Linked DNA regions of Mus musculus: all the other regions are linked to region 5. A link is a contact called in public HiChIP or PLAC-seq, Micro-C and promoter capture Hi-C data. All regions are on one chromosome and are shown on one strand. The core of a region is the stretch at or near the end of the contact, and the rest is flanking DNA. Distances in the headings are between cores, read along the strand shown. Region 1 has its middle 8.1 kb from the start of Gm33596. Region 2 holds the start of Six3os1 (SIX homeobox 3, opposite strand 1). Region 3 has its middle 16 kb from the start of Gm33596. Region 4 holds the start of Sos1 (SOS Ras/Rac guanine nucleotide exchange factor 1). Region 5 holds the start of Pkdcc (protein kinase domain containing, cytoplasmic). Region 6 holds the start of Map4k3 (mitogen-activated protein kinase kinase kinase kinase 3). Region 7 overlaps Map4k3 (mitogen-activated protein kinase kinase kinase kinase 3).

Region 1 (3,748 bases), core at 191-2,690, 2.4 Mb after region 5:
CTGTACATTAACCTAATCTGGAGTTTTCTGTCCAGAAATAAATAAATAAACTGAAATAAACTGTATTTATTTCATGTGCCCTAACTAAGTTCAGGGTCAAGTTACATGACTCTGACAGCATGGTTGGTTTGTGGGTTTGTTCTGTTTTGGTTTGTTCTGTTGGGGGGGGGGGGCACGTGTCTTATAAACATAGCTTGCAATCAGAATCCATTTTTGTTTTCTTTGGGCTCAGTAGCTTCTCTTATCACCATTGTCATCATAAGAACGCAAACTATTTATCTTGTTTGTCTGATGTCCATAGTAGGGAAGATGATCTCCTTAGGTCTGGCTTTGTCCTGGGCTCATTGTCTACAGGCAAAGGAAAGAAAGGGCGAGTTTGCTCCAAGCCACCTTGGGAGTTCGCCAAGCTTTTCGTGACTCTGCTCACAGCCACACACAGTTGATACGACCTGCACTGACATTAAGCTCCTATCTTGTAACAGGGCCCATATTCCCTTTCCAAGAATAAATCCCGGCTTATCAAAACATTTTAAAAACCTCTTTCATAATACACAACACAATTTGAGAGAGTGGCGCAGAGTGGCTTTGCACTCCAGGACAGGTGCCGAGCGCCAGAAGAGCGGCGCCTACTTGGGTCCCATTCTCACCAGACCCCCGTTGACTCTCTCCCTTCTTTCTCTCAGTAGCTTATCTATAAGCCAGATGTCAACAAACACGCCAGACTCTTTATCCTTCAATCTGTTTGGCATTTCAGAAACGCTGAGAGTTAAGCACATTTTCTCAGAAAACCTACTTTCTGATTGCCTGGGGACAGAAGGGTGAGGGGGCCCTTAGCCTCAGTGGGATACCTGTTAGAAGCAGATATCCCACAAGCCACCTCACGGTGTTTAGACTTCAACTGGTTCCTAGCTTTTTTCAGGAAGACAGATGTACAGAGTCCCATAAAAATTAAAAAGCCTGGGAAAAGCACAAGCCCCGAGTCAGAACGGAGCTATTGAATAATGGTCTCTTCTGGAAGTCCGAGTGGGCGCTTTTTCTCGCCCTGCTCCTGGGGATGAAAGTGAAGTCTAACCATCTTTGCAAGAGTGACTAATTCCCCATCCGAGGGCCTCCAGCTTTTTGCAGAGCTAATTACAGGAATGGTAAATGAAGGTTCTCTGGAGGTGAGAGCTGACAGAAGAGGGAAGATGGGAAAAGTAAAAAATCAAACCCCTAAGCGTTAGTGGATTGCCAAACAAGGGGGGGGGGGCTTTCTGAGGCTGAGGTAGAGGCCAACCCACCCCCAGGCTTCCTTCAGACACTTTTTTTTCCTTCCTCCCTGACTCATCGGGTTTCTTCAGGAACGCCTGGTGAGAAAGGGATTATGAAGCAGGCGAGGGAGCCAGCCTTTTTTGGCAGCAGAGACACACTTTGGTTTCAGATGCTGAAGATCTTCGAGAACAGACTCCGTGTGCTGGCGTTCTAGGCTGGAGTCCAGCAACAGTTCGACCGCAGATGAAGTGCTTCAGATGGTTGGCGTTGTCAGCCAGAGCCTCGAGGACTTTCCTGGGGCTACACCTCTCCAGAAGTTTGAAGATGTGGGGACAGGTTTGCCTTTCAGAAACGTGCGAATGTCACCAGCTGGGAGTGGCAGATGCCAAGAGCCGATCTGAAAACAGATCTCCATCTGGCAATGGGCTAGGCTTCCTGGGACACAGATTAGAATGCTTTGTAACCAAAGGGCGGAAGCACGAGTTTAGATTTGCACACATTGTTCCGGTCTTTGGGTCATTTCCTGCCTTTAGAATTCATTTCCTTTCCAGGTCCAACAAAAGTTTGATGAAGGGCGAGAAAGAAATTTCAGGAGAGGGTTTGCCACTGCTTTAGTTCAAGCGGGGGGTGGGGGCGTGGGGGTGGGGGTGGGGGGTGGGGGGGCAGTTCTGCCTCTATGCCCAAGGTCGGCGCCTTCTGTGCTCCTCCTGTCGGCTCACCCTGAGCCAGGATGGAGGAAGGCTCAAGGAAGGGAACAGAAAATAGAGAAGGGGGTCATCGGCAGGCGAGTCCGATGAATCCACTTGTTTCTAGAAAACAGGACAGGGATATGGGGGAGGAGGGAAACCCACGCGGTTTTAGGCAGGAGTGCTCTTCACCCACGCTCCCTTCAAGGACATAGCACCCCCACCCCCGAAACACACCGAAAGGTAGAGGTTTAAAGCAACTGCCACAGCCTGGTTCCTGACCTTCCTGAGTCACCCACATGCCAGCCAGGTACACTGGACGGTGAGGTTCGCTACACAATGACTTGCTTTGTTCTATTTCGCTCGTTTTTGTTTCACGTTTTGTTCCAACAAGGATTTCAGGCAGCAATAATAGCTTTTCTGGCCACACTCTTTTTAGGGTTGTTTTGAGCACTTTGAAACTGACACGAATCCTTACTGGAAAATGTTTCTGCAGATCCCAGCATGCCCTGAACACACTGTAGTTCTGCTGTGCACAGCACACCTTCACCCCACCACCACCACACCCACTTATATAACACACTGCAGCGTGGACCTTCTGGCCTTGGGGACTACAGGGACCCGACAAACTCAAGGCAGATCTGATGAGCTGTTCATTTCTCCAAAAAGTTTTGGCTCTGGACCAGTGGCTCTTGACCTTCCTAATACTGAAACCCTTTAATACAGTGAGTCATGTGGCCATGGGGGTCACCACCCACAGGTTGAGAACCACTGCTGTCAATCGTGAGCAATACAAAATCTAAGCCATGTAGTTCTAGCCAGGATGTACTTACGTGTTCTAACCCTAAGTCTCTCTAGGCTGTCAGCCCATACATCACATGCTATTATTTTGCTACATTCATCCATTTGAACACAGCAACTTACAGAGAGAGGATAGTACAATTTGGTGACCAGACTTTATCATGATATTGCAGAGCCCCACAAACAAAATCTGTTACTTCCCCATAATTTAAGGTCTGTGCTCAAGGCCACCATTGCCACCACCAGGAGAGGCTGGCTGTGAGGGGTGTCTGCCTTGGGCCATTGGTGCCATTCAAAAATCAACACAGCTGACTTTCTGAATAGCTCATTAGTTGTTCAGAGAGATGGCCTCCTATGACCTTCGTTGTTATCGTCCCTGTGGACATTTAGTAAGTTATGGGAGAAGGTAATGACTAGGAGAAAATTGTTCTGTATCAGGGTCAGGAGCACCTGTCTGGCTTGGGATGTGACAAGGGGCGTGTACTAATGGACCTGAAGGACATTAAGCTTGCTCAGAGAAAAACAACACAGCACAACCCCATTCATGGGTGAATTCTAAAAGTGTGCTCTCTAAAATCAAGAGCAGAATGCGGGTTACTAGAGACGGGAGGAAGTCAGAGAGGGAGGGATAGGGAAGGGCTGGTCAAAGGATAGTGGGTGTCAGCCAGACGGGAAAAACAAGATCAGAGTTTCTAGTCAAGGATACTTATGGATGGTATGGATGGTAGACTGTGTAGTCCCCCCAAAAGCTAGAGAGAGTGACTTTACATGCTTGTGGAAGAAGACATGGTGAATGAACATGCCTGCCCTGATTTGGACATCACATAACAAATACATACAGTGAGAGGTCACATGGTATCCAGAAGTATGTACACGTTTTACGTTCAATTAAAATTAATTCACAAATTTATTTCTTAAAAAGTCTGCCTGACTCCCCGCTTCCCACTAAGAGAGATCTTGCAGACATAGGCATTTGGGTTTTCTGTGACTGGGGCATTGGTAAACAAGTG
Region 2 (3,961 bases), core at 759-3,258, 2.4 Mb before region 5:
CTCCAGCCTCAGGAGCACCAGGCAGCCTTAGATGAGGCTGGGGATCAGGTGACCTGGCAAGGTTTGCACATGGTATCTCAGCCACCTCCTTCTGTCTATGTGACCACTGGTCAGGAAGAAAGAGGAGAGATGACGAGGCTCACTGCATAGTCACCGTAGCAAGCTGCTGGGGGAGCCTAGATCTGGGAGACAGAATATGGTACATAGGGAGTTGAAGCCAGGGCTAAGATTAACAAGCAGGAGGCTATGAGGCTTTCCTGGCCAGTCAGTGCCCTTGGACTACATTTCCCAACTCTTTCCACACCATTGCACAGTTCTGCTCCCAGCCAAGCATTGGTGAAGTTTTCCATCACTATGCATTTTATAACAGTGGAGACATTACACTTTCTCTGTCTTCAAAATCAACTCCACTCTTTGTTCCCCCACCCCCCAGACTTCAGCTGTCTCCCACAGTGGTAGACTAGCAACAGGAGGCCAGAAACCTAGGGACTCTGGACCTAGGGGAGGATGCCCACTTTTCCTACCATGGGTACAACCCCTGTCATGCCCAACATCCCCCAAAAGATACAGAAACTTTAGAGGCCACCCTGAGTAAGCGCCCAAGGCCTGAAAGCTCATAATGTAAATAACTACAATACATAATTAAAGCCAAAATTCTCCATACATAAAGCAATATCATAACCCTGAAACAGACTCCCCTTGTCCAAAGAACTCAGAGTGTCTTTCCTGCCTGCGGCTACCACAGCCTCTGGGCCAGGCCCGGGCATTTATTTATTCTTAGGTATGTTGCTTGTGAGAAGTTGTAATCTGCATCTTGAGGCCGGCCTCCCTTTGTGAGGCTTCTGTAACTATGGAAGTGTGATTTACGCAGATTTGTCCGGGTCAGAGACATCTTTCCCTACGCACTGTGTATATTTAGACAGGATTCGGACTGGTGTTAAAAAGTGTATATGTTGAATGGATTCACACACAGTAGCTAACAATGCCCACATTGTCGGCCCATGTACAACGCGTATTGAAACGCAGCGCCCAGACTTCAACTAATCTGCCCTCAATAAAGCTGAAATAATTATCCTAAGCTGCCTTTCCAGAAGAAAAATCATTGAGGAATTCAAAACTTTTTTTAAAAAGATCTTTTCTACATTCCGATGCAGATCTGGGGGCGCGGCGCCGGGTACACACCACTCAGGAGAGCTCAATGAGGGAGAAGTGGAAAAAAAGAAGTTGTGGGAGAATTTAAACGTGAACCCAACTGGAGGCTGGAGCCAAAATGGTCGCAGGCCCTAAATCTCAAGCTCGGATCTTTCTTAGGCCTTGATCCGACAGTGCCAGGTTTTAAAGGGCCGAGGAGTGCAAACTCGGTTTGAGGGTGACACCGAATGTTTGGGTTAGGCTAGGGGACTATACTGGCTCTTTAGCAGGGGGCAGCTCAGGGGCCTAAACTCGCTGACCAGGGCAGAATAATGTTCACCCTAAAAGGTAGATCCGTCGAGCCCCACTTTTGGCGGTCTCTCTCTCTCTCCAAACATCTTCATCTGCACCAGGAGTGCTTTTCCGCTCAACTGCAAGGCTCTGGGCGGTCGCTCTTTGCGGGCCCAGAAAGAGCCCAAAGGTTGGGACACAAAAACAGACACTTCATCTTTTCTTCCGGACCCCTTTCTCTTGTAGGGGGAAGGATTATAGACTGAAAGGTGGGAGGGAGAAGGGGCAGGAGGAGGAAGCAGGGGGAGGAAGGAATGAAAAGGGGGAGGGGAGTGGGTATTGTGCCGCGTGTGGAGGGGGAGAATTCCTACGGGTGGGTTTCCGAATATTGTGTTCAACTTTTTGAAAGCAGCTCGTGACCCCGAAACTGCATCCCCCGGAGCCGGGGACCCAGGCGCCAGGCGGGCGGGTGAACCCGGCCAGTCCCTCCCAATCCCCGCAACCCCCCGCCTCCGAGTGGGGGGGATCCAGGCCTGGAGGGAGGCTGGGCAGGTGCCGAGGGCTGTGCCGACAGCGCTGAAATCGAAAACCCTCGCCACTCATGAAGAACTGAGGCAAAAGGATCACAGATGCTGCTCGGGGCCAGCCCTATACTCCCTCCAGTGCCTGGTCTCCGGTGGACCCGCGGGGCTCTGCAGTTCTCTGGCGGCCGCGCCTTGTAAGCGCTAAGCCGGGAGGAGGGCGCAGGCAGGGCGCACAGCTCTGAGCGCGACCCTACCCGGCTCGGGCCCGCAGCAACCCCGACTGTCCGAGAGCCTCTCCCCAAGCAAGGCTCTGCGCCGCCCTCTGAGCCCACCTCCTGGCCACAACGCTGCCTGCGCTTCTCCAGCCCAGGCCGGAAGCCCTATGCTGCCTCCCGAAGCCGGTAAGTTGAGAGTCCTGAAAGCTGAGCAGGGAGGCGGGGCGGGTGGTTCCTGATGCGTTTTGTAGGACTGGATCCCGCCGAGGCTCCGCAGGGTCTTGATCTAAAAGGTTTGGGTGTGTGCATTTTTGGAGAGGGTGTCTGTGAACCTCTGGAGTCTCCCCAAAATCCCATTCGCTGAGCATTGGTGAGAGGAGCTGGTGCAAAGGACCCAGGCTGCTTTGCTCCCTGATCTGGGGTGGGTAAAGCGAGGGCTCGGAATGGAGCCCAGGGCACTTCCAGAGTGGGTGGGATGCTGAGCACCGCCTGCACTCCGATACTCTCAGAGCCACAAAACCCTAGGGGATTGGCTTGTAGGGCCTCTAGATCTCTTCTCTCTCTCTCTCTCTCTCTCTCTCTCTCTCTCTCTCTCTCTCTCCTCTCAGACTCAAGGACTGGGGACTTGGTGGATCTATGGCATTGGTACCCACAGAGGTCACCTGCACAGATAAATCTGTCGCCACCCTTCAACCCTGGCCTACCGGATCTGCGGGGAGAAATGCAGCATTTGAATTGGGGAGTGTTCAGTCCTGCTCTGCGGGGCATTTATTTACAAATATCAGCTGCAACCCAGCCTTGATAACGTCTCATACAGTCAGAGGACTTTGCGGGAAGCACACTTCCTCCTTGTTTGGGGCTACAGGGAAAGCCCAGGAAAGCGAGTCCCAGAAGGCCTGGGACAGCTACACCCAGTTCACCCATGCTCAACCCGGAACAGCCGACCCAAACGGTCAGGAAGGTTTGTCCTGGGGGCAACGCCTCTTCCGGGCTCTAGGACATTGGAAGACAGAGAGATTGCTGGGTAGCGGGTGGTCTGGGCCTCCCCGCAAGCTGCAAACGAAGGAGCTTGGAGCAGACCGCCAGGGAGGGCGCAGGGGAGCGCAGTACTCAGGCGGAGAGGCCCCGAAGCCCTTCAGGGACTCCGATTACTTTCCTTTGAACAACAACAACAACAACAACAAAAACAACAACAACAACTGCTCCCTCCCCCTTATATCCCCTCCCTTTTTTAGCCTCCGGGCACCAGGCTTCCACGTAATTGTCCTTCTGGACAGTAAACACAGCTCAGTTGCCTCAACTTTCCTGGTGCATAAAAGTTCCCGGCGTGAGGGGAAATTTGAATATTTGATCAGCCCCTTTGAGTGACCCTCATTAGCCTGGCGCCCTGCTAAGGCCCCACCATTGCAAAAAAGCTGCTGGGCCCGGCATTTGTACGCCTTGTTAGCGCTGCTTAATGAAGCCGCCCCGACGGCTCAAAGGCGGCCTCTGGGGCCGGCAGCGCGCACCTCTCGGCACCCCGCTCTGCCTAATGAGCCCCGCCGCCCGCTAAAGGCCCTTCCACCCCCCACATCCTCAAACAAGAGGGGTTTGGCTCCGTCTAGGACCTGAACACCTCCCACCACCGGGCCCAGGAGGGTGGGCACAAACCCAGTCTAGCTGGCTACACGGTGATCTAGCCCCTGGAGAAAGAAGCCAGCTACTTGGAGTATGCAAGCTAAAAATGGTTGTGTGAGTGGGAAAGTAGGGAAGTGGATTTTACAGCCACTAGGTCTAGCTCACCCGTGGGTACCACGAACT
Region 3 (3,640 bases), core at 486-2,985, 2.4 Mb after region 5:
CGCTTCCAAGGTCGCGAGAGAGCCCCCCGTAACCCATGGCCCTATTCAACAAATGCAGAGCCAAGATGGGAAGTGCGAAACCCACTCAAGACAGAAATAAAGATATCACCACTGAATCTTCTAGAAAGTTAGCCATCCATAAAGAGTTCCCTAGCAGTGGGCATGAGCCCTAGAAAACACTAGAAACATGCGTCTTTAATAAGGTGATGAATAGAAATGGTCACGGCCCTGAATTTGGGGGCAGAATCATAGGCAAATAAGCATGCACACTCTTCCTACTGTCGCCTCTGCTTCAGAGTCGGAGATTACCGTATGCCAAGGAGAATGGGGAAGAGCTGGGAGCATAGTTCTGGTGGCAGAATGCTTGCCTAGCACGAAACCCTGGACTCCATCCCCAGCACTACAGGAACCTGTTCATGGTTGCACATTCCTGTAATCCCAGCAGGATATAGGAAGATCAGAAGTTCAAGGGCATGCTTGGCTACATATTAAGCTCAAGGCCAACTTTTGAGAACTGATCTCCAAGATGAAAGGAGCAAAGAAGAGAAGGAAGAAGGGGAAGAGGAAGAAGGCAGAGGAGGAAGAGGAAGAGGAGAAACACAGAAGCTAGAGTTGTAGATAAAAAAAAATTAAAATTAAAACAAAAACTGTGCCCTCAAATCCCTCGGGATTCATAGTTCTCCTACCCCACCCAGAAACTCTGCTCTCCAGGACTGGAGGGGGTACCCACACTCTCTGCTGTGCTTCCAGACCTCATCAGGGTGCCCATCTCTGGCCATGGCCCAGGTGACCTAACCAAGGTGCCCATATCTGGCCATGGCCCAGGTGTCCTTGAAAATTGAGAGAAATGTCAAGGGAAGCCAGATTCTAGCGAAAAGCTCCAGGAGGGGAAATTGAACGCAGCCAGGGACCCTAAAATCACGTTCTATTGCCGACTCCCATCCCAGCTTGGGTTTCCTGGCAGGAATGAGGAAGGACCTTCCCGGGAGGCTTTCCCAGGAGTTGGGTCTATTTGTTTATAACATGCTAGGTTATTCTTAGATGCAAATGTTTCACAAGGTCGCCGAGATAAGGCAGATACAAAGGTCAGACAGCCAGTCTTAAGTGGGGGCGGGGGGAGACACATGTAGAGTGGGAAAGAGACCGTACATTGTCTCGAGGCCTCTGGGGGCCAACAATGTACTGGGGTTTGCCTAGGGCTTTAGACAATTGCTCGGGTGGGAAGCAGGAGTGGGGGTGGGGCAGGAAGCCCAGAAAAGGCAGGGAGAAAAACCAGATGTGGTTGGTGTGAGTTACCCCAATAGAAAGATCTTTTCACATGAACAGGAAGAGGGAGGGAGTGCTACATAGATTATTCTTGGCACTTTAAATTTCTTTCCTTTTCTTCTTTCTCTCAACTCCTTTCAAATGGCCTGTGCTCGCTGAAAAAAATAAAAAAATAAAAACCAAACGCCAAATAAATTTTCCTTCTCTCTGCAGAGCTCCACGGGCAGACATTCTGTCACTGCTTGTTATGAAGTAATTTCTGTTGGCGAAATGTAACACACACACACACACACACACACACATGCCTTCTCTTCTCTTCTTCTCTTCCAACTCTGGCTGCCGTCTGCACTCCCACATCGTTGTTTGACAAGACGTACGTATCAGGTCACAGAGAGTGTTCTCTGCACTTTCCACCAGAGCCCAGGAAGTGGGGTAAAATGGAAAAACCAAGGAGAGCCAGCCAGCCAGGGGCGGATCACGAGCCCGGAGGCCCTACCACCCAGGCAGGGCTGTGCTGGCTCATTACTGTGCTGCTCCTAGAAACCCTTGCTGAGACCAGAGTTCCTTCAGCTTTTATTGTCACTATTAAGAATATTAATGGTCCAAGGATCCCGAAGGCCGATGAGCATTTTCTTGAAATGCTTTTCCCAGGGTTGAGGCACAACTCTGTGTGACACATCATTAAATCCCACTGGCCACTCACCCAGCAAGGGCAAAGAACAGTAGACTCCTACCAGTGAAACAGAGTACAAAGAGCATCCTTGCCAGCCTGCGCCTGTTGCTCCAATTACAACTGCAGCTCCATTAGCAAGGGGACCCATCACGGTAGCGCTCTGGGGTCAGCATCCTGAGTCCCAGATATAGAAATCTTATCTGTAATCCTAAAATGTGTTTAAGGGCCACACCCTTCTCCTCCTAGGAGATTCTCTCTGCTCTCTATTCGTTGCTTTGCAGCTGCTCTTTCCACATTGGCACTGGGAACCCAGTTGCACTTCTCAAGGTCTGGGCTCAGAAACGCAAGCTGCTTTCAAGCCCAAGGCCTCCACATGGAACTCTTCCTTAGGGTAGAGCAGCGCCACGACCGGTCAGTGAGTGAAATACAGAGGCTTCCTAAACCCAAGGTATCAGAGCCCATAGGGAGCCACTCCTGGACCACTGTTGGAGAGATCAATACAGCGACACTAAGCCAGCGTTAGAGAACAAATCATTCGACTCACAGATTGGAGCTATATGGATGTATGAAATAGCAACAAGTGCTAATTGCAATCACTCATCCTGAGATCTCTGCTATCAAAGCAACATGTCCTCCGAGGCTGATCTTTGGTGATGGATTCCTGAATCTTGTCTGGCAGTACCCTGCAAAGAAGGAAGCCGTAACCGGTTCCCCTGTGTGTCTATCACTAACCATCATAGAGCAATGGTTCTCAACCCGTGGGTCACAGCCTCTTTGGGGGTTGCATATCAGATATCCTGTGTATCAACTATTTACATTGCAACTCATACAACTAGCAAAACTACAGTTACAAAGTAGCAACAAAAATAATTTTGTGGTTGAGGGGTCACCACAATATGAGGAACTGTGTTAAAGGGTCACAGGCCCAGGAAAGTTGAGAGCCTGTGGGCTTGTTTGATGTCAGCTTGACAGAAGCTATCGTCTTCTGAGAAGAAGGAACCTCTGTGGAGGCCCTGAGAAAATGCCTCCTTAAAAGCAGGTTGTAGGCAAAGCTATAGTTTTTTTTTTTTTAATTAGTGATGAATGGAAAGGGCCTGATCCATTTTGGGTGGAGTCACCCCTAGGTTGGTGGTCTTGGGTTCTATAAGAGAGCAAACTGATCAAGCCATGGAGAAAAAGACAGTAAACAACACTCCTCCATGGTTTCTGCATCCATTCCTGCCTCCAGCTTCCTGTCCTGACTTCCTTATAAGTCAAATAAACACTTTCTTTCCCAATTTGCTTTAAGCTTGGTGTTTCATCCTAGTTAAGACCACTGTATATACATAGCTAAGATCCAGTCCAAGGTCAGGTGGCCCGATTGACTTGTGAATAATGTCAATATGTCTGGGAATGATGTCATTTCATGACAGAAGGACATCCAAAGCAAACTATCTATATCACAAGCCAAGACCAGGGATATGAGCGCACCACTAGGTCCCACCTCCCTCTCAAAAGCACAACTCCCACCAACTTGAGCCTCTCTCATAAAGCTGGACTTCCTGAAAATCCTCAACACCTCTGGCATTGACCCCTGGGGATCAAGCCTTTAAGCCATGACCATCTTCCACATATTACCCAACACAGCTTCTCATTCCTCATTCCTCAGTTTCAATAATGACCAAGGCCTCCAGAGGGTGTAATAGGCCATCTGCATTAAAA
Region 4 (3,486 bases), core at 251-2,750, 2.7 Mb after region 5:
AGCTGAGATTGGCCTTGCTCCTCTGCATCTACCTCTCTCCTGAGGGCTGGGATTAGCGGCTGCATCACTTCTCGCAGCTTGAAATGTGTTTTAATAACGAGAAGCCAAGGAATAGTTTTCTATAATAGTTGATTTGGTTCAGTCACTTAAGACCACACAAACCAGTTGTTGAAAATAACTGATATATCAGTTGTTCTCTGAAATTCCTTTTCTAAGTCCTTCCTAAGCTATAATTCCTCTGCCTTTCTCTTTAAAAAATTATATTTATCTTGTGTGTGGTGCACCTGCCATTGGCCATGTGTAGAGATCAGACGAACTTCTGGGAGTCAGTTTTTCTGCTCCCAGCGTTTGGGTATCTAAGACAGAACTTGGGTTCCCAGTCTTGGCTGCACCTGCTCTTTCCTGGCTGAGCCCTCCCACCAGCAGGTCTGCTGTTGTCTTACTACTCTGATGGTTAATGGATGGACTTCAAACTATTACTGAACACGTTCAAAATGAGGGGGACTTCTTTTTTTTTAAGATGCAAATCTGTACATGTATTATAAAAGGAAAGGCTTGTAGATTTCATTCAGATCCTAAGAGGTAGTCTAAAAGATGGTGGTTTCAAACATTTTTCATCTGTGAGATCTTGTTTATTGTACTACAAAACAGCATGGTTCTTCCAACTGTCTTCTCATCTATGAAATGAAAACTGAAAACTAAGACGTTTTACTAAGAAAGCGTTCAATGATAGAGCACATGTGCCACAGCGTTGCACAGTGCCACTACAGGAAGCAAGTCCATCCTTAGGATGGACGGACAATTCATAGATACTGCTTTTATAGCATTCTGTGATTTTCATATCTCTATCCTGGGTCCTGTACCAAGGCGAGGTGAGGGCTGGGGGGAAATCCCTCCCTTCCAGAAGCTAATTATCCAGTTGAAGCTATGAAAGATCCCAAGCAGGATGGACTAAATCCATAAATAAAAGCTTGTGGGTTTGAATAGACACATGATCAATAAATACTACACGTATGCGTTACGTCCTCATGGCATGGAAAGGCAGATGGAAACAGGCAATCTCTCCTCCCACTAGACAAACACTGAGCAGTCGGGCCTTTTGTTTTTTTTTTTTTTTTGTTTTGTTTTGTTTTGTTTTTGTGAGAGGGATCTATCTTTTGTGCAATCTGTTTAGTATACAGTGCATGCTCGGGGCACTCCTTATCTTCGTGCTGGGAACAAAGTACACACACCCCTTTTCTGAAACACAGGGCCTAGGATCTCCTAGAGCTGGATGGGCTCCCGGGCTGTGGGACCACACAAAAGGGGCGCTTCGCCTGCTCGCAGGCCCCCACACCCAGGTTCTCGGGTCGCGGGTTCGCCTTCAGGGTCCTTCAGCCCCGCCTCTGCGAGTGCCCTCCCCAGCCTCTGGCGCGCACCCCTCCTCATCCGCGGGCAGCCGGAAAACCCGGAGCGAACCGGCCCGGGCCAGCGGCGCATGCTCAGTTGCGAGCAGGTTCAGTTTGCTAGTAGGAAGCTCCGGCGCTACACCGGCGGCGGCAGCGGCAGCGGTAGCAGCAGCGGCGGCGACGGCCAAGCGGCCGGATTCCCCGGCAGCGACCTCGGGCCCTCCCCGTTCCCCACCGACCCCTGCTCCCGCTTCGTCCCGTTCTGGGCCTCTCGCTTGAGTTCCCCGCTGGCGAGCGGGCGCCACCGGCCGGAGCGTCCATCCACGCGCCGTCTCTCGGCGGGCCAGGCCGTGCCGGGGAGCGCAGCCCCGGCGGAGGGCGGCCCGGGGCGGAGCGGGGGGCCTGCCCCGGGGCGGTGGTGCGGGATGCCGCCGCCGCCGCCGCCGGGTTGCGTTGGCTCTCGGCGAGCGGCGCGCGTGTCGGGTGGGTGTCCGGCCGCGGGCCTCGCCCCCCAGACTCCTCGCCAGCGCTAGCCGGGCCGCGCGGCGCCCCGAGGGGGCCGGGCCGTGCACGGGCTGTGGCCCTTCTCCGCGCCGCGAGCCGCCGCCCCTCCGCCCGCCCCGAGGCGCCCCGCGGGCACCATGCAGGCGCAGCAGCTGCCTTACGAGTTTTTCAGCGAGGAGAACGCGCCCAAGTGGCGGGGGCTGCTGGTGCCTGCGCTGAAAAAGGTAGGGGCGCGGAACCCGCTTCCCGGCCGCAGTCCGCGCGGGGCTGGGCGAGGGTGGGGAGGCGGGGCGCCACTGTCGTCTTTCTTCCCGGTCTCGGATCTCGGGGAGGTCTGCTCGGGCTGCGAGGTTCCCCGCGTCCGCTGCTCCAGCTGTTGACACTCGCCCGGGGTGCGTGGGAAGGCCGCACACAGTCGGGGAGGGTTGGTCTGGATCATCCAAGCGCGGAGGCGGGGGTTGGAGGAGCCTCGGTTTTCCGTGGAGGTCAACGAAGGCCATTGCCTACCTTCTCGATCTTCCGAACTGCGGTCAACCTCTCGTTTTAGGAGTCCGGTACTCTCACTGGCTCGAAAGTGCCTTGGCCACAGTGCTTGCCTAAGTAATTGCGAGGTTGCCTGCCAGCAAGAACATGGCCTGCTCGGCTGTGCTCGTCCTCAGTCATAACTCCCCGTTTTCTTGACCCCCTCCCCCATTACAGCGGTGATGCACATGCCACTGTATTCAGATTGGTTCTTTTGAAGTGTCTGAGAATCTTTGAACGTCATTTGGTTTGGTGTTTTGCATCTTTTTATTTGGAAATGTTGCTACATTTTAAAAGCTTCTAAAGCAACTGTCTGTCCTTTGGTTAGGCATTTTGGATTTTTGTTTGCCAGTGGTTAAAGTTATTCGTGAATGTTGCTACATTTTAACAGCTTCTACAGCAACACTTAGTGACATAGTAAATACTGTACTAAGACATCTGAAACAGGTGTGCTTGAATGGATTTTAAAACAACCAGATTGGTTTTTGTTTTCATTTGCCTTACCTGTAGAAATTGTTTTACAATTTAATCTCCCATTTCTTGTTGCTCAGATGATTTTCGTGCTATCTTTGCTAAAATGCAGTTTTGTTACTACTGAGTACCTGGCGTTTACTGTGCCATTATGCAGAGCCTTTCTATTTTACCAGAAAGTCTTGAAAGGTATTTCATACTCCCAGAGGCCAGTACCTTTCAGTTTCTCGTCTGCCCTGTTCTCCCCTTCCCCTCTTGGTATGTTATGTGGAAACTGTTGGCTTTGTTGGAAGACTTTGCTTTTATCTTTCAGACTTAGGTTCCTGCGCTTTATCCTCAAGTGTCTCCCTACTTACAAACCTCTGTATGTTTTCTAAGAAAATCAAAGAGACCACCTTGTTGTGCATCCTTAATGACTCCATGAGACTTCAGTCCATTTCTACATTGGCTTTACCTGCACAATTGCCTGCTTAGCTTGGAGAATTGGAGAAGAATGCCTCATGATGCTAGAAGTTTGGTATTTTGACAGGACAGGATGAAGACAAAAAATTGATTTATATGTACAAAAGCTCTCATAGAACCAGTTTGAGGTATATGGCTT
Region 5 (3,549 bases), core at 101-2,600:
GGGTCTCCCTGAAGATCAAGTCAGATCCATGGTCTCCTTTTGGGCCCCTCCCATACCCACTGAGGCTTAACATCACCTCCAAAGCCAGACGTGTCGCTGGACTTTGAAAAAAGTATGGTTCAGGCTCTACCAATATGGGGGATCCTATTTCTGCATCTGGGAGCTGACTGAAGCTGGATGTTGGAGTTGGACCTGAGGTCACTATGACTGGAGATAATACTCCACCAGCTTTAGCCAGCAGCAGGGTCCTCTGTGGTCACAACTCCTAATCACTGCCTTATCACCAGCTTGGGACCCTTCTGGTCCTTGCCTCTGTCTTTACGGGATGCGTTTAAGCTGGTACAGGGTTCTACCCAAAGGGTGAGAGACCCCGGCAGGGTGGTGCTGAGTGTGGTTCCCTAATCTGGGTTCTGCACCTAGCTGCAACTGGGCAGTCTTGGACGCCCTGAGACTTATTTACTCCGTAAGACCAAGGAGTCTTTCAGAGTGGCCAGCCAGCCCCCTCATCCCGGAACCCCACTGTCGTACCTGCAGCACGTTGGGGTGCCGCAGCCGCTCCAGCAGCACCATCTCTTTGAGCAGCTTGTGGGCCGCCAGGCGATAGCAGCCCCTTCGCGCCCCGAACTCGCGCACGCAGCTGCCCAGATCGTGGCCGCTGAAGTCCACTGCTTTAAGCGCCACCGCGGCGCCGCCGGGCAGGCGGACCCGGTACACAGCCTTAGTGTAGCCTGAGCCCACGTACTGCGCGCCAGACACGTTGCGGAGCGCGGCGCAGCCTAGGCGCGGGCCCGGGCCGGGGGAGCCCGGGCCGGGAGCAGGGGGCCAGCCCGGAGCGCCGTCGGGCGGGGACCGGACCCGCGGGGGCCGGGGACGCTGCAGGCCCGGCCCGCCCGGAGCCAGGTCCATCAGGCGCCGCCGCTCTGGCCGGCCCGCTCCCGGCCCCGGCCCCCCGCGGGAATAGCGCTGCACCTCCTCGTAGCGCTCCCGGATCTGCCGGGCCAGCTCCCCACGGCCCCCGCGACGGCCCGGGCCCGGGGCTGCCGAGGACCCCGGGGACTGGCCTGGCCGCGGAGGCTCCGAGCCCGGTGCGAAGAGCACGTTGAGGACGGAGCCCAGCAGGAAGGAGGCGCAGAAACCAGCGGCCACGGCCGCCCGCCGGCGCCGCATCGCTCCCCTCCCCCCGGCCGGCCGCGCGCCGCTCCCCGGCCCCGGCCCCGGCCCCGGCCCCGGGCGGCTCAGGCTCCGAGGCGACTCGGCTTCGCGCCGCGCCGGCCCCCTGCCCAGCCCGCGCGCATGGCCCGGGCAGCCCCGACCCCGGCCCCCGGCGGGCGGCACATCGGCCTGACACTTGCCTCCCTCCCGCCCTGCCCCCGCCGCTTATAAGGCCCGGAGCCACCCCCGCGCCCGCCCCTCCGCCAGCGCCTCCCCGCGCCCGGCCGAGCCAGTCCTCGGCGCCGCCCCCTCTGGCCGCCCGGGCCGGCCTTCCCCGCTGACTGACAGCGGGACCTCCTCCCGCGGCCAGCCGGGCCTGGGAAGCGGCGCGGAGGCGGCTCCGGCCCTGCCCGGCGCGCGGCCCCCCGAGCTCGGGTTGGGGAGCGGGGGAGGGGGAGGGGGCGGCCGCGCGCAGGGCTTCCAAGCCCGAGGCCAGGCTGGATAACGGGACCCGGAGGCCGAAAGCGGAGCTGGCCGACCTGGTGCGGGGAGTTGGAGGGGCGAGGCCGGCGGGTAACGGGCTCCAAGGGGCAAGCCGCCAAGGCCCGGGTGCGGGGATCTCAGGGGTACACGCTGCCTCCTGGGGGAGGTGGGGAGTCGGGGCTGCAGTGCAGTGCGCAGGGGTTCCTCCTTCTGCGGGTGAGGCTGCTCTGGGACAGCCCGGGTTCAGGGTGTGATGAAGGGCGGCGCACTGGGGAGGCTGCCCCGCACCTGCGAGAGCGCGAGGGGTGGGGACTGTGGTCTCAGAGTTAATCAGGAGGTTTCGGAAGAATTCTTTTTTTTTTTCAACTGTCTTCTACCAGGACTTTCTGATTTTCCTGGTTCCCGAATCCCCACATCTCGACAACACAGCTCCATCCCCATCCCCGAGAACCTCGATCTTTGACCCGCCAGTAGGGGGTCGGAACCGTATACAGCGAGTGCATTAGTGTCCACGCACATCTGTCTGTGGAATGTGTGCATCCGCATGTCCCGAGGGGCTACTGTGTCTCTAGGATGGGAGTGAGTGTGTGCCCTGTGTGTTAGTGCTGACTCCATCAGAACTTCTGGTCCCTCCTCCTCCCTCCCTGATTGCATCATTAGTGCTAATTGAGGGGCTTTCACACGCCAGTGCATTAGCTGTTTGGAGTGAGCTCCCCCCTCCTGCGAGATAAGCTGCCGCCCCTCCCCCTCGTGGCTCTCCACTTCCCTAGGGCACTGAAACTGTCCACCGAGGTCGTCTCACTTCCTCAGGCTCCCTCCTGCTTTGCTCTGGGCAGGAAAAAGTTATCTCTCTTCCTGCAGTGCCGTGGATTCGGCTGGAGCGACGGCATATGGGGTAAAATTTAGGGGCTGGAGAAAGAATCCAGAGCCGCCTTTCTGAGGGGCTTTCTAGGAAGGAGGGGTTTTCCCTCAAGAGGTCTCCTGTTCCTATCCAACGCAGGGAGGAACTCTGTGACAGGGAATAAAACTTGCGGCTAGCTCTTTTGGAAGTTCAGCCTGTGATCGCACTGAGGTAGGCCTTCTGGCTCTGACTGACTTCTTGGTCCCCTAAAACTCAGAAAGTGGGGACCATGCTGAGTTATTCGTCATGGGAAAGGCAGGTTGAAGGAGGCCATGATTCCCCCTGAGAGATTTGGGTGGGTTTGATGGAGTGTGCGCTATAGGTCTGTTCCTGTTTAAGCTGCCCCGCCCAGCTCTGGCCCATAGCTGCTGGGAGGTTGGGGAGGGGGCTGTCTGAGCAGATGCCCTCCCCAGCCCTCACACCAGATGTCTTTGGTCTAATTAACTGTGCTGGGAAAACCAACCTGGGTTTGTAAACATAGCTACTGGCTAAAGTCAACAGGGAACAGGAGCAAACAGTCCCCTTCACTGAGCCTCATCTAGACCCAGCACCCCAGGGAAGGGAGCTGGGGGGGGGGATCAGAAATGCCCTGGCCCACAGATGAGTCAAAGAAAGACTGTCTGCCTGGGTGACCCCAACGTGACTACTATTCCCTTGCTAGTTCTACAGTGTCTACTCAAGAAGTGTGAGGACCAGCTAGCTACCATGCCCAGGAGAGGTTTGACTTCTGGCGGTTTCACCTCTGATGGCTGCACAACCAAACACTGTGTATGTGTGTGGCATATTTCTTGAAAAGCTTTCTTCAGATCCTCTGCATGTTCATGTCTCGGAGAAGCGTCCGTGGGGAAGGATTTGGCATCGTGAGTGTACAGCTCAGAGTTGGTGAATAGAATGTGAACATTGTTAACTTCATTACACATCATGTAGGTATTATAATAACATGTTCTGAAATTAGATAATTATTCCTGTGATATCTCTGCCAAGCTTTGGTGTTTCTGTTATGGTTTGAAAGT
Region 6 (3,494 bases), core at 388-2,887, 2.5 Mb after region 5:
TGAAAGCCTGTTCCAACCCCACTGAAATGTCTTTTCCCTTTGAAAGAAGCCTATTAGTGATGCAAACACTCGGTTATCTGCAGAGATGATAATCCCAGCAAACAAAACAGTGAAACCATTAGAACTTTCTGGTGCAAGCCGAATGGCTTTCAGTCCTGGAAACTTGGCTTTTTTTTTTTTTTTTTTTTTTTAAAGCACAAAAGGGCAGAGAAAGCAAGCAGAGCAGGTCCTGCTTTGAGAGACTTCCATTTCCTTATCTGAATCCAGAATTATCTGCCTGTTTAGCCTAAAGAAGACAAACAGTTCTCCGCCCACAGCACAGGCAGAAGGCAGGCCTGCTCCTCAGCCCCTGCAAGTGCCTTCCACCGGGAGGAAGCGGGGAAAACCATGCCTCGTCCCGAGGAGCTCAGGATAGCACAGCCTTAAGGTTTATCCTCAATTAATCCTGTGACGTGCACTCCTGGGGCAGAATTGCAACCCTGTCACAATCTGATGCTTTGGGATAACTAAAGTGCTTGGATGACTCCACGTATGGTTTGGAGCACACAATTTGGGAATTTAGTCAATAGGTAAGTTTACTGTAAGTAACATGATAGAAAGGTTTTAAGGTTTGATGAGACCAAGTTTCTGAGAAGGAATTGGACATTAAGGCACATTAGTCTTTAGGTCCCTAAAGAGATTAGAAAAGCATTTTTAAAGCAAAATATCCAACAGAGCGCCAGAGTGGACCTCGCTACAGCTTTTGGAAATGGGTAGTAGTTAAGTTTACTAAGAACTCAACATTGACCCTTCCACTGCCTAAGTCCTTTCTTAGCTAACTTTTAGCAGTCTGGACGTAATGCTGGTTATCTGGATCTTATGCTGGGTGGAGCTCTGGGCAGGTAATGTCGCGGCTACGTAGCTTCCGGATGGTCACGTGTTTACATTTCAGGTGTGGGAATAGATCCCTGTCCAGGCCACACCCTCTGCAACCACCCTCGTCTCAGGGTTGTCAGACAGCTTGCGTAGTCCCCGCCCCGGGCTTTGAAAAATCCAGCCTTCTCCCTGGACAGAGGTCAATCACGGCTTTGGTTCTGCACTGCTTCCCGCCCACTCCCTCCACGGATTTCTCCCCGCCCCTTGTTCTCTCTGCACCCCTGTCAAGCCAACCCCAAGAGCCCAAGTGTCACTGTCCCCCGAGGGTCTTTCTCACCTTTCTGATGGGGACCTCCTCCCCTAAACCTAGAAGAAAGGGTCGGGGCTCTCGGATGTACTTGCTCTTAGAAAGTTGGGGAATACCGTCTTGTGCGTGGCAACTACTACCTGCTGGGGCTGGGGCTGGGACCACAAGCAGCGAGTCCAACTTTGTTACCCGGAGTCTGGCGCGTCCGGCGTGTCCCGACCGGGCGCGCGAGCCGGGGGCGCGCAGGGCCCGCCGGGAGCGCGCGGCCTCCGGGATGGCGGCTGCGCAGTGGCGAGCGGGGCCGGGAACCGGAGGGAGGGCGTGCGGGCGGGCGGAGCGGAGCGGCGGGCGGAAGCCATGTTGGAACTGCACCCCGAGCGAGGGGCTGCGGGCGCGCTCCTCTCCTGGTGGGTGTGACCCGGCTCGGCGCGGCGGCGGGGGGCGGGGACGCCGGGCGGCTCGTCGTGGTCGGCGGCGGCCGCGGCGTGCAGCCGGGCGATTGTGACCGGCGGCGGAGCCGGGCCGGCCGCGGGCGCTCCCTCCGTGCGGCCCCCGTGAGCGCCCCCCCTCCCCGGGCCGGGAGGGAGGTGGGGGGCACCCGGGGCCCGCCATGAACCCGGGCTTCGATCTGTCCCGCCGGAACCCGCAGGAGGACTTCGAGCTGATCCAGCGCATCGGCAGCGGCACCTACGGCGACGTCTACAAGGTGAGGGCAGGGGCGGCCGAGCCGGGGCCTGCGCCGCGGGGGACGGAACAAAGAGGCAGGCGTGGGGACCTCAGCCCTCGGCGTCCTCGCCGGAGCTGTGCCCGGGACGCGCGGGTCTCTGACCCTCCCAGGCTCTCCTGCGTGCAGTCCCGGGAAGGGCTGCGGCCGGAGCCGCTGCGTTCCTGGGAGGGCGGAGCGGGGCTGGGCGCTTGTTGCCTGGGCAGGGTCTGTGTGACGAACCCCGGTGCTGGGGCTTGGCGCTTGACAAACCTACGTGCCTCTCCGGGACCTGGGATCATAGGCCCCGGTGGCTGGGAGCTACTGTCCGCCCGGGCCTGCTGGATCTGTCCTAACGCTGGGCAGCCTCCATCGACAGCTTAGCCTTTAGCCTCTTAACATCTGCCCGTGCTTTAGCCTTTAGCCTCTTAACATCTGCTTGTCAGTTCCTTGTAATTTTCCAAGTAGTCATGTTTTGTAAAAAGAGATGGGTTTTTGGAGGCAAGACAGCAACTTCGAGGTTTTTTTTTTTTCCTCCAAAAAGAATTGGATAATGGGGTTTGTTTTTGTCAGTGACACATAGGAATCAGATATTTTTCCTTTTCTTTTTCTTTCTTGTGTGTGTGTGAGAGTCGAGTATCTAGGAAGAGTATTGGTTTGACAAGGTTAGAATTCAGAGCTCCTTAGCAGGACAGCGTTTCTGTTGCAGAGGGATCGCTTCTAAATGTGGGAGGATAAATCGTTCTTCCCTGGCCAGTAAAACTCTTGGCCTCGCGGAGTCTGCCAAGAAGGGAGGCGGATAGTGCCAAAGGTGGCAGCAGTCTTGATTTAGTTGCCTATCTACTTACATGGTAACTGAAGTTGGGCTCCTGTTTTCCAGAACACCTGAGGATGCCCAGAGTATGACTTGGAAAGTTTAGTTTTCACTTTATTTTTGCCCACGCTAAAGCAATGGGCTTTTTATTCTTGCCTCAATGGAACGCATAAGGTAAGTTAGCCAATACCTCAGGTCTTTTGTGAGTGATCTGCTTGGCTTTTGTGAATGATCACATAGCACCACACTTTCCTCTGTTGACAAAGGTGTGTGGAGCATAACTCCAGTGTATAACTTAGCAGCCACGTGTTGATGAACTAAAGACAGGAATGGACCCAGATTTATTTGAAGTCTTTTTTTTTTTTTTTCCTGGACAAGAACAGCATTAAACAGCAGAGTTTCACTTCATTCCAGTCGTATTCTGTGTAGAGAGGACGTCAAGGGTCTGGCAAAGGTTGCTAGCACAGAACAAGAGGGCTGGGTTTGTCCCCCCTCCAGTCTGGCAGCTTCTAGCCAAGATCTGGAAGATGATAAGGCCTTGCTCAGGGCAATGGTGAGAGGGGACGAAGCCACGTAGAGGGGTCATGATCCGAAGGCCACAGACACCAGTGTGAAGCTGAGAAAGACGGAACCTGAGCAGCCACAGGGATCCTGGATGTGGACCCTGGTTCCTATAGACCTTCTAGCTGTGGGACTTAGGGGAGTCCTGCCAGGGAGGTGAAATTAGATAAGGATTTTCCCTTTCGTTTTTAAAAGTGTGTGTGTGTGTGTGTGTGTGTGTGTGTGTGTGTGTGTGTTCACACAGAGATGTCCCT
Region 7 (3,710 bases), core at 412-2,911, 2.6 Mb after region 5:
AGTTACCTTTGAAGCGTACCTTTGATTTTGAAACTTACTAGATACCGAAGAGTGGAGAAGGCAATAGAGTTCTTTGTGTAGATCCTTCCCTCGCCTGTCCCCAGTGTGAACACAGCCGCACGGTATCAGTGAGATCAGGCCCCGAGCGTCAGACTGATGCCTTGGCACGCCTTCCACTTCATTTGGGTCTCATCGGTTTTCTGCTTGTGTGTTCAGATTGCAAGGGCATTGGGACTTTGGAGAACTCGAGGCTGTACTGAGGGATGCTAGAGTAAACGGATCGCTTTCTAGTCCCTAGGGAGAGCACGCTGGGTGGGACACCTGCCCTTATGCTTTTGAGCATCTATTTAAAAATGAATCAGGATTTCAAATTTGCCTGAGTGAATTAGCCCATATGAAAATATCTAGTGCTCGTTGACCTTTGTAGTTGCACACTGGTGACTTAGGATGAAGTTGAATCACTTTGTGGATGCAGTGGTGCAGGGATTGCTGGACCGAGGCCTCTCCCAGGGGGACGCAGCTGAGTGTGCTCTTCCAGCAGCAGGACCACACTTTTGTTTTCCTGTGTTTGTGAACAATGTATAAACCACACAAAGCTTATTGTTGTTAAATCTGTGGGATGTGGGAAGATGAAAAAATATGTTTTAGGAATAAGACTTTGAGATCAATGTAACAGTTGTTAGAACATTGTTTCCCTATAAATTCTTATAAACATCAGCCTGGAGATTAAAATAGTGGCACACATTTACTTTTATTTTTTTTATATTTATTTATTTATTTTTGAGTAAGGAAATTTTACAAAATAAGAGAAGGCTTCTAAACATTTATTGAGGCAGGACATCAATACTGGATCATTTAACATTGATCTTGTGGTTACTTTTATTTTAATTTAGATGCCTAGCCACAAAGACCCATATAATTTGTTGACCTGAGTCAAATGGGCCCATTGGCTCAGCCCCAGTCCTGTTGAACAGATGGTTCAGCGGTGACCTGCTGCACTGAGAGTTATCATCACAATGGAGACATTTGCGAGCAGATGGAGTCATTTTTCTAAGACATTCTGACTATTCAAGCTTTATTTATTTTTATAATAATGGATTTTAACCAAATGGAGTGTTATAAATGTTAAGCATTTTTAGCATCTTTAAGTAGTATCAGCATATATGGTCCATATTTTTTCTTTGCCTGTATAAACTAGAAAGTCACTGCATAAAGTAAATTAACACTGTATTTAAGTAAGATGAAACAGAGAATGTGGTCTTTTAAGTGGAAGACAGTGGCAGTGAATTGGAAAGACAGCAGACAACTGGTCTCCAGTTCATTTCTCTGCTGTGGAGAATTGTTTTCATACTGGATAGGGCAGGAAAAGCATTACTGCAATGGAGCTGCAGCATATGACAGGTGAGTAGGTGGTTACAAGGCAGCTCGACGCCTTCAGTGAATCTAAGCTTTAGATTTACGTAAGCTCACCCTGAACATTGGGCAGACGTGATTGTCATCCACTGTCCGTAGATGTCCTTTCTCAAATAGAGGGGACATTGAAGATGAGAGATAATCAATGATTAACTTACAAAAGGGAGAAAGACGACTTCTAAAAACTACAGTCAAATCAAATGTCAGCTTTTTCCTCAGCAAACGTCATGAATAAATTATTGATTGTGTCATCAGTGAGCACTTAAAAGTGGCAGCCAACCTGGCCTTTGTGGAAAGCAAAGCCAAATCAGCCCTTCTCGTTGGGATGTTTTTATTCTTACAAAAGAAAAGGTAATGACTTCACATTTTAAAGTTTACATTGAGTTCTTGGAATAATTTAAAGTGATTTAAATGACTGTAAGTTATAATATAAGTGAAGATCAGCCTGCAGATAGAGACATCTTTGTTAGATATTGATCCAACAAAGAATTGATAATCAGAATATATCTGGAACTCCAGGAATGGCAGGATAACGCAGTTGGCTTGCAATCACAATGACTCCAGCCCTTGAGACGGACAAAAAATACCAGGCCTGTTAGCTAACTTATAATTTCAGCGATAAGGATTCAGAGGCAGGAGAATCGCTGGGGCTTTCTAGTCTAATTGGAAGCTCAAGGTCAATGAGAGACCCTGTCTCAAAAGACGTTGACCTTATCCCCAAGGCTTGCACCCATGTTTGTCCTCTGGTCTTCACATACTTGTTCAACGTACCTGCATTAATAAAGGAAATGGAATATGGTGTTTCATTGACGCAGATAGGTGTTGGGTTCCATGGAGAATTTAAAACATGTTAGTGTAGTGACTTCTAGTTGGAAGTGCTCCTCTCACTTTTTTTAATTTTTAAATCTTATTTTATTATTTAACATGCTTGAGTGTTTTGCCTGTATGTATGTATGTATGTGTACCACATAGGTGTCCAATGCCCTCAGAGGTCATAGATCCCCTGGGGCTGGAATTATAGACAGTTGTGACCTGATACATGGGTGCTGGGAATTGAACCTATGCTCTCAATTAGGAACAAGCGCTTTTAACCATTGAGCCAGTTGCCTTCTGCATTTTGAATAAGAGCATAGTCAACTATGCTCTTAAAACATGGCTACTGAGCAGCAGTTGATATTTCTGTGGGTATATATATTTATTGATATGTACTGTATCAGAAACAACAGAAGGAATATATACATTAGCCATGGTGCTAGTCTACCCATTTCATTCATAAGGCACAAGGGTAAACTGTCAGTCTTAAGTGGTTTCTGATCTCTTTGGGGCTTTACTTTCTTACTATCAGCCTATCTGATGTTTCCATCCTGGCAGCTCATGAGGTTGCTGTATGCCACATGGTCTATCGTACATAACCAAGCCAATGCTTAGGTCTGCCTAACCCACCCACCCCTGCTGGTATGTTTACTGGTGCATAGCGAGCCAGAAACTCCTTAGCCCAGCCTAGGGAATAAAAGATCTCGTGGGGCTTGCTTGGGCATGGCTAGAATGACCCTACCCCCAGAGTTGGTGACAGGTGGCCAGGTGCTTACATAATGCACTCTGAGAGAAAACTGTTCCCTGGAGTGTTACAGTTCAGTAAGACAGGTACCCTCAGACGATCTTTGGTGAAATAACTCATCACTTTATTCCCTGTGGACAAGAACCTTATAAACATTTTTGGGGTGGGGTGGGATCTAGTAGATCTTCCCATTGGCTCAGCCTGAGAAGTTAGGAACCCCCATTTGCATGGGGAAGGACTTGAGATGTTGTCTCTACATGACTGATTGTCATGGTCCTCCTAGTGGGGTGTTGTGGTCACAAGCTCCAGGATAGAAACCTGACTGGGAGCTAGTTCAGACTCTTGCCGTTCTTAATTATGAGTTTTATTGGGGTTCTGAGCTTTTGGTACAGCTTTACCAGTTTTGCCTGGTGGCAGGGTCTGCTGCCCCACACACCACCATATTTGACTCCCTATTCACACCGACAGCTTTGCTTTATAATGCACTGTTCATGTAGCATCAGAATAGTGCTTGGTTTTAATTTTCAAAGAGATGTTGATAAACTAAAAATTATCCAAGTACTGAGGGGCCCATACCCAAGAATTGCTTTACAGTGTGACCCCAGCCTATTCTAGCTCCATCTGTGGTAATTGTCTCTTCAGGCAGCATGTGTTTTATTAGCCAGTCTCTCAAATATGGTGTCTTCTTTCCAGTTTCATTCTTTTGCCGAGGCCCATCTCTGTCTTTCCCTGGTGAATT

What was found. Promoter capture Hi-C pulls out the DNA fragments that hold promoters and counts their contacts. Hi-C and Micro-C count contacts between places; a contact is called where the count stands out from the background. HiChIP or PLAC-seq counts read pairs in DNA pulled down with a chosen protein or histone mark.
Region 1: a contact with region 5 is called in a promoter capture Hi-C map of liver, with 4 times the contacts expected there. The contact joins the enhancer-like site here to the promoter of Pkdcc in region 5. A contact is called at or near these places in 6 of 39 promoter capture datasets (the C10 cell line, hippocampal neurons, liver and 2 more) and 1 of 115 datasets of contacts at active chromatin or transcription factors (stem cell-derived neural progenitor cells).
Region 2: a Micro-C map of embryonic stem cells shows a contact between it and region 5, with 9 times the contacts expected there. The contact joins the promoter of Six3os1 here to the promoter of Pkdcc in region 5. A contact is called at or near these places in 1 of 39 promoter capture datasets (pre-B cells), 3 of 484 Hi-C or Micro-C datasets (all in embryonic stem cells) and 3 of 115 datasets of contacts at active chromatin or transcription factors (all in embryonic stem cells).
Region 3: a promoter capture Hi-C map of cranial neural crest shows a contact between it and region 5. The contact joins the enhancer-like site here to the promoter of Pkdcc in region 5. A contact is called at or near these places in 4 of 39 promoter capture datasets (the SN4741 cell line, cranial neural crest, hippocampal neurons and 1 more), 2 of 115 datasets of contacts at active chromatin or transcription factors (embryonic stem cells and stem cell-derived neural progenitor cells) and 1 of 9 other capture datasets (embryonic stem cells).
Region 4: a contact with region 5 is called in a promoter capture Hi-C map of liver, with 3 times the contacts expected there. The contact joins the promoter of Sos1 here to the promoter of Pkdcc in region 5. A contact is called at or near these places in 3 of 39 promoter capture datasets (the C10 cell line, cranial neural crest and liver), 1 of 484 Hi-C or Micro-C datasets (embryonic stem cells) and 3 of 115 datasets of contacts at active chromatin or transcription factors (astrocytes, embryonic stem cells and forebrain).
Region 6: an H3K4me3 HiChIP or PLAC-seq map of embryonic stem cells shows a contact between it and region 5, with 6 read pairs. The contact joins the promoter of Map4k3 here to the promoter of Pkdcc in region 5. A contact is called at or near these places in 5 of 39 promoter capture datasets (the SN4741 cell line, cranial neural crest, embryonic stem cells and 2 more), 1 of 484 Hi-C or Micro-C datasets (embryonic stem cells), 6 of 115 datasets of contacts at active chromatin or transcription factors (embryonic forebrain, embryonic stem cells, epiblast stem cells and 1 more) and 1 of 9 other capture datasets (embryonic stem cells).
Region 7: a promoter capture Hi-C map of liver shows a contact between it and region 5, with 4 times the contacts expected there. The contact joins the enhancer-like site here to the promoter of Pkdcc in region 5. A contact is called at or near these places in 6 of 39 promoter capture datasets (the 3T3-L1 cell line, hippocampal neurons, liver and 1 more).

Annotation. Positions count from the first base shown.
Region 1 is chr17:80,799,498-80,803,245 of GRCm38.p6, reverse strand. No RefSeq gene overlaps it. Among named protein-coding and RNA genes, the nearest start is that of Gm33596, 8.1 kb to the left of the region's middle. Within about 2 kb of position 1,440, at least 162 of the 459 cell types and tissues checked have an H3K27ac peak or open chromatin away from gene starts, as enhancers often do. A contact at or near this core is called in hippocampal neurons and liver, where this site is marked.
Region 2 is chr17:85,616,443-85,620,403 of GRCm38.p6, reverse strand. Six3os1 (SIX homeobox 3, opposite strand 1) reads left to right here and starts at 2,008. Exons shown (of 4, transcript NR_038085.1): 1 at 2,008-2,347. It also overlaps a transcript of Six3 not described here.
Region 3 is chr17:80,823,711-80,827,350 of GRCm38.p6, reverse strand. No RefSeq gene overlaps it. Among named protein-coding and RNA genes, the nearest start is that of Gm33596, 16 kb to the right of the region's middle. Within about 2 kb of position 1,735, at least 65 of the 459 cell types and tissues checked have an H3K27ac peak or open chromatin away from gene starts, as enhancers often do.
Region 4 is chr17:80,478,467-80,481,952 of GRCm38.p6, reverse strand. Sos1 (SOS Ras/Rac guanine nucleotide exchange factor 1) reads left to right here and starts at 1,500. Exons shown (of 22, transcript NM_009231.2): 1 at 1,500-2,116. The coding sequence starts at 2,030.
Region 5 is chr17:83,213,084-83,216,632 of GRCm38.p6, reverse strand. Pkdcc (protein kinase domain containing, cytoplasmic) reads right to left here and starts at 1,350. Exons shown (of 7, transcript NM_134117.2): 1 at 529-1,350. The coding sequence starts at 1,167. It overlaps Gm34686 (a long non-coding RNA gene), which reads left to right and starts at 1,499. Exons shown (of 3, transcript XR_001782234.2): 1 at 1,499-3,549.
Region 6 is chr17:80,726,168-80,729,661 of GRCm38.p6, reverse strand. Map4k3 (mitogen-activated protein kinase kinase kinase kinase 3) reads left to right here and starts at 1,637. Exons shown (of 34, transcript NM_001290345.1): 1 at 1,637-1,868. The coding sequence starts at 1,773. It also overlaps the pseudogene Gm9959.
Region 7 is chr17:80,657,697-80,661,406 of GRCm38.p6, reverse strand. All of the region lies in intron 3 of Map4k3 (mitogen-activated protein kinase kinase kinase kinase 3), which reads left to right. Among named protein-coding and RNA genes, the nearest start is that of Map4k3, 68 kb to the left of the region's middle. Within about 2 kb of position 1,661, at least 7 of the 459 cell types and tissues checked have an H3K27ac peak or open chromatin away from gene starts, as enhancers often do. A contact at or near this core is called in liver, where this site is marked.